Regions from separate parts of the Urocitellus parryii genome. Here region 2 is linked to region 1. A link is a contact called in public Hi-C data. All regions are on one chromosome and are shown on one strand. The core of a region is the stretch at or near the end of the contact, and the rest is flanking DNA. Distances in the headings are between cores, read along the strand shown. Region 1 holds the start of Kctd6 (potassium channel tetramerization domain containing 6). Region 2 holds the start of Rpp14 (ribonuclease P/MRP subunit p14).

Evidence for each region. A called contact is a pair of places that touch in the nucleus more often than the background predicts.
Region 2: a contact with region 1 is called in a Hi-C map of liver, with 3 times the contacts expected there. The contact joins the promoter of Rpp14 here to the promoter of Kctd6 in region 1. A contact is called at or near these places in 2 of 2 Hi-C or Micro-C datasets (liver and muscle).

Annotation. Positions count from the first base shown.
Region 1 is chr3:169,073,478-169,077,500 of mUroPar1.hap1, forward strand. Kctd6 (potassium channel tetramerization domain containing 6) reads right to left here and starts at 2,006. Exons shown (of 3, transcript XM_026402056.2): 1 at 1,925-2,006.
Region 2 is chr3:169,213,480-169,217,502 of mUroPar1.hap1, forward strand. Rpp14 (ribonuclease P/MRP subunit p14) reads right to left here and starts at 1,821. Exons shown (of 6, transcript XM_077795634.1): 1 at 1,673-1,821.

The sequences.
Region 1 (4,023 bases), core at 756-3,255:
TGCTAAAGAACTGTCAAAGAGTCACAAAATCATAAATTCCTCTTATCCTCAGTTTCCATGAGATAAAATTATATCACTTCTCCCAAAAGTAATTAGACCATTTAAACTCTAAATGAATGTAAAAACTGGCCTATAGTGCAACAGCCCAGGAGTAGGGTTCTGAAGTCACATGCAGGCAGTACAAAGGAAAGAGAACTGACTACCAGAAGGGAAGGACCAGAATTCCAACTGCTTCATTATTATGAGACCCTGAGTAAACCACCCATATGCCCAGCTTCTTCTTTGGGGAAATGGAGAAAATAAACAAGATCATGAATATAAAACAAGTATTATACCAATGTGAAAATACTTGTGGCAGTAGCTTAAACAAAATTTCTATGGTAAAGAAATTTGAGAATGTGAACACAAGTAATTTAGAGCATAGGCCTGCAGAAAGGGTGAAAAAGTGGTGATGGCCTCAGTGTGCTTCCAATGTCCTTAAGACCACATTTCCCCAGAGTTCCAGACAGGTCCGCTACAGGTAAAGGGCAGAGTCCAGTGTTTACAGAGCACAGACATCTGAATGTCTGATCTGAGAAGGAACTTCTCTAAAGCATGACTCAGGATTATCTCCCAGGTAAAGCCAAATGCAAATAAATATGTGAATTTCATTTTAAATAGCCCTCAAATATCAAAATCCAAGACACAGGATAGATTCACAGGATTCACCTGGGACTCCTTTATGTAGTAAATGCTTTGGTTAAAATATGATTTATGACTATTTGAATCACAAAACTTAGCAATGGCATCTATGACTATCTTGACCACAGGACCCTTGATACTTGACACTACAAAAAAAAAAAAACAAGTACCCCATATTGACTGATGGTGTTCAATTAAAGAGCAAGTTCTCTCAACTTACCAACAACCCCTGCTCATAAAAACATTCTTTTCCTAGTTACACGTTTGTTCACTTGAAAACAGCTCAATCTGGGGCTCGGGCCTGTGCTAGCTCAGCTTCTTATTCCAGGATCCTTCTCGTGCTAGGGCATTTGTGGCAGTGAAGAAAATGAACATGCCAGGAGGATATGGGAACGAGTAGATATTTGGGCTACCCCAAACACATTCTTAGCCTTTGGGGTGATCCCAAATCTATTTGCCACCCAAATCTCTTCTCTCACAAAGTCTCAAAACTGGATTTATCAACTTGTTCTAGAACTGGTATACTCGAACCGAAGAAACCCGATAACTTCAGCAGAATATCTAAACAGGATCTCAGTCACGTTTCATTTCCCGGTCCCACCCCCAGACACAGCCTCCACGACACCATCAGCCCAGCAGGTGCTGCAGGGGCTCCCCACGACCACGGTCAGGATCCCCTCTGACATCAAGCACGAGAAATGCCACGACCTCCACAAATCTGAGCATCTGAGCCACGAACTCGGCTGCAATCGGTGTGTCTCTTCAGACCAGAAAATCCCAAAGGCAGGGCTCAGAAGCCCCCTCCTTCCTCACGCTTTAAACTAGGGCAAGCGCTAGCTAATAAGCGCCACCCCCCAAAACACAGCGTTTCCGAGCAAACCCAGAGGGGTCCCGTCTGGGCCCCCGATTCGCCGTCGCCCCGGGAGCCAAGCCCGAAGCCCGACCGGAGCGCGCACCGGAGCCCCGAACCTCGGCCCGCGGGGCCGCGCGTCCCTGCCGGGCGGGCCCCGGAATCCCCGCCCAGGCCCGGCCGAGGGCAGCCTCGCCGCAGGCTCGTGCCAGCCCCGGGACGCGCGGCCCGAGCTCCCCCGCGGTCCCCTCAGCGCGGCCCGCCACCTCCCGGCTCCAGGCGTCCCTGCCCAATCCTCTCAGCTCCGCTCCCCTAGCCACCGGGCGCCGGCTTCTCCCCATCCCCGGCCCTCCTGTGCCCGGGCCCCGTAAGCCCTGCGCCCGCCCCACTCACTGTGCGACAGCGGCGGCGGGCAAGCCGGGAGATGCCGGCGGCCGGAGGGCGCGAGCGCGGGGACGAGCGAGCCCGCGCCCGGAGGCGGTGGCGGCGGCGGCGGCAGAAGGGACGACTGAGCCGGCGCCCGGAGTTGCGGCTCCAGCTGCCCAGCGCGGGCGGCGCCTTCCCAGCAGAGCTACGGCGCCACGAGCGCGGGCGCCCCCTAACGGCGGCGCGGGCGGGAGGCCACGGAAGCCAGAGAGCCCGGCAGTCGGGGGAATTCAGCAAGCGCAGCCTGAGTTGAGCGGTCAGGCGGGCTGTACCGCAGCCCCGAAGCCCCGCCCCAAAGCGCCAGTCCCGCCCCAAGGCTCCGCCCCGGCTATCTAAGCCCCGCCCAGGATACGTCCCCGCTCCCCGCCTCCGCGTGCAGTCCCGGGTCCTCCCACTCCCGCGCCCTCAAAGTCTGTGCCCTCTCTTCGCTGTGTGCTCTCCGCTGGTGTCTCCACAGGTGTTTCTCCTCATTCATTTCACAAACTTGTATGGACCCTACCCACTACGTGCCAAGCCTGGGGAGTACAGCGGCCACTAAAATCACGGCGGGCTCCAAGACTCAAGGAAACAGCTAGTTGACAAAATATAGGTGTTTAGTGTTGAGAGGGGCATAATTAGAAGACTTCGGTGGAAATAAGGGAAGGGAACCCCTGCTTCAGATGCTGTAGGCAAGGAAGATCTGAACTCCCCGCATGTGTCCAGAGCCCCTCCTGGCCTTGTCCTGTATTAGGAAGCACGCCCTATAAAAAGGACTTTAAGGAACCCCCTGGGGCCACCTATCCGGCCCCGTGGGTAGAGCAGCCAAGGGCAGCCAGATGGAGAGGACAAAGCCAACTGCAACAGCCTAAATGACGTCGTGCAAAGACTTGGAGGCTAGAAGCTCTGCCCTAGTTGAGCTGGTGGAGGTTGCCATGTCTAAAGGTGCAGAATACCTAAAGCCTTAAAGCTAATTGATCTCCTTCCAAATGCTTTTCCCAGTTATATGATATTGGTTTTGCCCGTTTCCCTTCTCCAGGAGAACCACTTGCCTCAGCTAGATTTCATGTCTGCACAGGTGAGAGGTGCTTCTCAAAGTTGAACTTTTTTCTTTTTATGGTACCAGAGATTGAACCTAGATTAAACTCACTGCACTGTGTCACATCCCCAGGCCTATTTATTTAAAGAGAGGATCTCACTAAGTTGCTTAGGGCCTCCCTAAGTCACTAAGGCTGGCTTTGAACTTGAAATCATCCTGTCTCAGCCTTCTGAGCAGCTGAGATTACAGGAGTGCACCACCCTGCCCAGCTCAAAGTTGAACTCTTTTTTTTTTTTTTTTTTTTTTAATATATATTTCTTAGTTCTCGGCGGACACAACATCTTTGTTGGTATGTGGTGCTGGGGATCGAACCCGGGCCGCACGCATGCCAGACGAGCGCGCTACCGCTGAGCCACATTCCCAGCCCTTGAACTCTTAATCAATATGATCATCACAGTCATATCTGATATTTGGATTTTCTCCACACACTCCAATGGATAGACTAAGTAAATAACATGCTTCATCAACATCACTGAGTACATTAACATATTCACAAAAACTAGGTGAGGATACAGGGAAGTGTTTGTGAAAATAATAAGTACACAAAATAGTATACATGGTACAATCCTAATTTTGCTTTTAAAAACATATGTATGCTGGGCACCATGAAAGACACCTGTAATCCCAGCCACGTGGGAAGCTGAGGCAGGAAGATCACCAGTTCAAAAGCACCCTCAGCAATTTAGCTAGGCCCTAAGCAACTTTCTGAAACCCTGCCTCAAAATAAAAAAAAATTAAAAGGGCTAGGGTTGCAGCTCAGTGGTAAAGCACCCCTGGATTCAATTCCCAAAATAAATAATAAATAAATAAATATACATAGACAGTTATTTCAAAGGAAAAACACCCCACCATTAATCTTAGTGTGCAGGTAATAAAATGTAAATGTTAGAGACTTATTACATTTATTTATTTATTTATTTATGTGGTGCTGGGGTTTGAACCCAGGGCCCATGTACATGTGAGGGAAGCACTCTTTATCAACTATATCCCC
Region 2 (4,023 bases), core at 571-3,070, 140 kb after region 1:
TGCATTGGTTTCTTTGTCTTTAAAATTATCCTATGAAGTAAACACTATTATTCCCCTTTATTTCCCCCAGTGCTGATGAGCTTTACCATGAACCTACATCCCCAGCCTTTTCAATTTTGACACAGGGTCTCACAAAGTTGCCCAGGCTAGCCTCGAACTTGGGATCCTCCTGCCTTAGCCACCCAACACACAGAGCAAACATTTACTGGGACTACAGGCATGTGCCACTGTACTCAGCAATTACTCTCACTTTAGACAGCAAGGCTCTTGAGAAGAATAATTCCTGAAACAGCCATTGTTATGGTGTGAACCTGATCTGTCCCCCCAAAACTTGTGCTTGACCTTGGATCAGAACTATAAGCCAAAATAAAACTTTTCTTTGTCCAACCAAGGAAAGGGACTTAGCAGAGACTGCATAACAATGTAAATGTATTTAATGACACTGAAATGTATACTTAAAAGTGGCTAAAATGATATGTCATGTTTCATATTTTGTATGTTTTATACTAAGAGATAAGAAGATTTTTTTTTTGGTAGTGTGGAATTGAACACAAAGCTCTGCACAAGCTAGACAAGCACTCTATCACTGAGCTGCATCTGCACTACACAGAGCACACGTTTTACTGAGCAGTCACTTATCCACAGGCCTGAGTCCTCAGAGGAGGGGACAGCACTGCCCTCTGCAGGCTGTTCTGAGTTTAAGCGCTCCTGTAGTCATTGCCATCAACGGCCTTTACCTAGGCTTTTTTAATAATTACAGGGGTGCAGGTAAACATCTATTAGCAGTAGGTTCCATGCTTACTCCCCTCCCCACTCCCGGCGAACCTATTTAAATCTATTCAAGCACATCCCTCCCCTGTTCAAACCCTGCAATGCTTCCTATTTTATCAAGAGCAAGACCAAAGTCCTTGAGTAGCCTGCAAAATCCTAGCTGATCTGTGCTGTTCTTGACCCCCTGTCCACTGGACCCACCTCCCAGTTCCTTCTCCTCCACCTGTCTCTCCCGCCTCTGGGCCTCAGCTTCAGCTTTCTTCAAGGAGCCACATGGTTCACTCTTTTGCCTTCTTTCTGGTTTTCTGCTCAATCTGTCTCTGTAGCCTAGTGCCCATCCTAATACTGCATCGCCCCCTCTTTGCCCTGACCCTGCTCTTTTGTCTCAAGGCATTTGCCGCCTTCTAACATAATTGCATAATTCACTTATTCTTTATCTTTACTCCCCTAGTAAGTTCACTCCACGAGTCAGGGGTCTGTCTTGTTTGCTGCTGTTTTCCAAAGACCTAAAGCAGTGCGTTGCACCGTGCAGACGTTCCAAGGATAACTCCGGGAATACTGTAAAACCTCAATACTGCAATACTGCTGAGCACTTAGATTGTTTCCAACTAACAACCGCCATTGATTCAGGGCCCTCCTCTGCGCGTGGCACAGGCAGCGCGCCCTGCACAGTGCCACTCACTGATCGAGGTCACCCTGTGCGGTAGTGACCGCACACCGCGTTGTATAGAGGGCGATGGGGGATCTCTGCCCCCGCGGACCGGTACCTCGGGCTCTCCGCACCATCCTCCGGTAGCTCCAGCTTTGCACATGCGCACTCGGCGCGCGTGGCGGGCGACAGCAGTGCGGCCGACTAACACAGCTCCCGGAAATAACCACTCTCGTGCGGGCTTCCGCTTACCTGCTGTCCGTCGGGCTAGCTTGACGCCTCCTCTGACTCCGGTTGGCTGCAAGGATTCGCCAAGGCTTGGAGATCCCAAGCAGGAGCCAGAACCTGGGTCCGGGAAACTCCTGGTATGTTTACGTTTGGCTGCTCCCAGACCCCGGATGAGAGGTAGGCAAGCGGATATGACGTCACCGCGCGGAGTCTCCTTTGGACCCCGGTGTGGATCCTGAGCTGGAGCTGAGGACCGCGGAGCTCAGCGCCCTCTGGTGCCCACTCCGGGGAAAGTGCGCGCAATTGTCTGCATAGGATGTCTGTTTATTTTGGCAGGTGAAGTTTTAATAGCCATTTGATTTTTCATGCATTCTTTTTTTGGGGGAGCATACCCCAACCTTTTTATTTTTGTTTTGTTTTGAGAAAGGGTCTTGCTAAATTGCAGAGGCTGGGGCTGGGGATGTGGCTCAAGCGGTAGCGCGTTAGCCTGGCATGCGTGCGGCCGGGTTCGATCCTCAGCACCACATACCAACAAAGATGTTGTGTCCGCTGAGAACTAAAAAATAAATATTAAAATTCTCTCTCTCTCTCTCTCTCTCTCTCTCTCTCTCTCTCTCTCTCTCTCTCTCTCTTTCTCTCTCCCCTCTCTTCTCTCTTTAAAAAATAAAAAAAATAAAAAAATAAATTGCAGAGGCTGTCCTCAAACTTGTGATCCTTCTGTCTCAGCCTCCTGAGTAGCCAGGATTACAGGTGTGTGCCACCGCGCCCGGCTTCATGCATTCATTCTTCAATAAATGTATTTATCTAGAATCTGTTCTTTGTTTCAATGTTGATAATAAAAGCCAGGGCCTCCTGCATGCAAGGCAACTGGTCTACCACTGAGCTACATCCCCAGCCCTACCTGTGTCAAGCACTCTCCAAGGACAGGACCCACTCTCAATGTCCCTGTGTCTCCCAGCACACTGTGGGTGTTCTATATGGGTGGACACGGAAAAATCCAGCTTGTCCTATTTCCAAACGTAAGTCGTTTTGTTATCGCTGTTGACCAGTGAGTCCTTGCTTCCCCGATGTTGGAGAATAACACCAAAGAAGCACGCCTAGGCAAGGTCAGAGTAGAAATTAGAAGTTTATTAAAGGACAGCAGAGTCTCCCGGAGGAAGAAGGGGACCCAAGAGGTGGAATTCGTGGAAGGGCTGTTGTCTCCCCTTTTTATAGTTCTTTCAGTGATGGAATGTAGGTGGGAAGGCCCGAGGGGTGGGACACAGGTGGGCCAAAGAAGTAGTCTGAGCAGGAAGGACTTCGTTAACACTTCTTTGGGATGGACTTTGGCCTAGGGCCTTTCCTGGACTTCATTAACATTCCATGGGTTGTCCTGAGTTTCCTGGAATCATTCTCAGCATGGCCTCCATTTTAGATTTCATTTTAGATTTTATTAGACCCGATTTATCTAACTACACTGACTACCTAACTTTAAATCTGGCTTCAGTTTCACTTATGCATTTATTTACTAAGTACTTGTTTGAACTAGTTATGTGCTGGAATTCAAAGCCAGCCTCAGCAACAGTGAGATGCTAAACAACTCAGTGAGACCCTGTCTGTATTTGCTAGGCACTATTGTAGGTGCTGGAAACTCAGAAGAATAAGAAGATATGGCCCCTGTTCTCATGAAACATAATGTATATTTAATAATAACAATAGTGGCATTTAATATTTATCAAGTGCCTACTTTGTGCCAGGCACTGTACAAAAGATTTTACATATGCTTTTATAGGAAACACTTATACAAATCTGTGGTAGCTATTATATAATCAGGCCCATTTTATGCAGGTACAACTGAGGCATAAAGGCTAAGGTATTTGCCCAAGATCACACAGTTATAAGTGATGGAACAGGCTTTCTGATTCTGGCCAGTGCTCTCTACATTGTACTGCATTGGTAACCAAAGTCCAAGGTCAGAGGTTCAGACTCTGGAGATCTCAACAAGTCTGGTCTGGCCATTTGCCCCAAATGGGAAAAATAATAGTAAAAAGGAAGCAAGGAACTTAATCAGTATTGCTGTATTGGGAAGGCTAAGTAAGCTCAGGAGTCTCAGTTCGGGTGCTGATGTGAGCTTTAGGTTTTAAAAGAGGAAGAATTGGGGGAGGGGCTGAGACTTGTGCAATCAGTATGGTCAAGCTGGGGTCTGGTTTATCATTATCTCAGTTCTGGTTCTGCAAGGTGGCTTATCACTGAAGTTCTTATCACTTGAGGGGGCAATTTCCATTTGCTGCTCAGGACATTTATCTAGCAGACCTGTGATCATGGAAGGGGGCAATTTGGTTTGGATGAGATATTTATTCCTGCAGAGGGACAGGAGGGAGGACATGAAATATTGC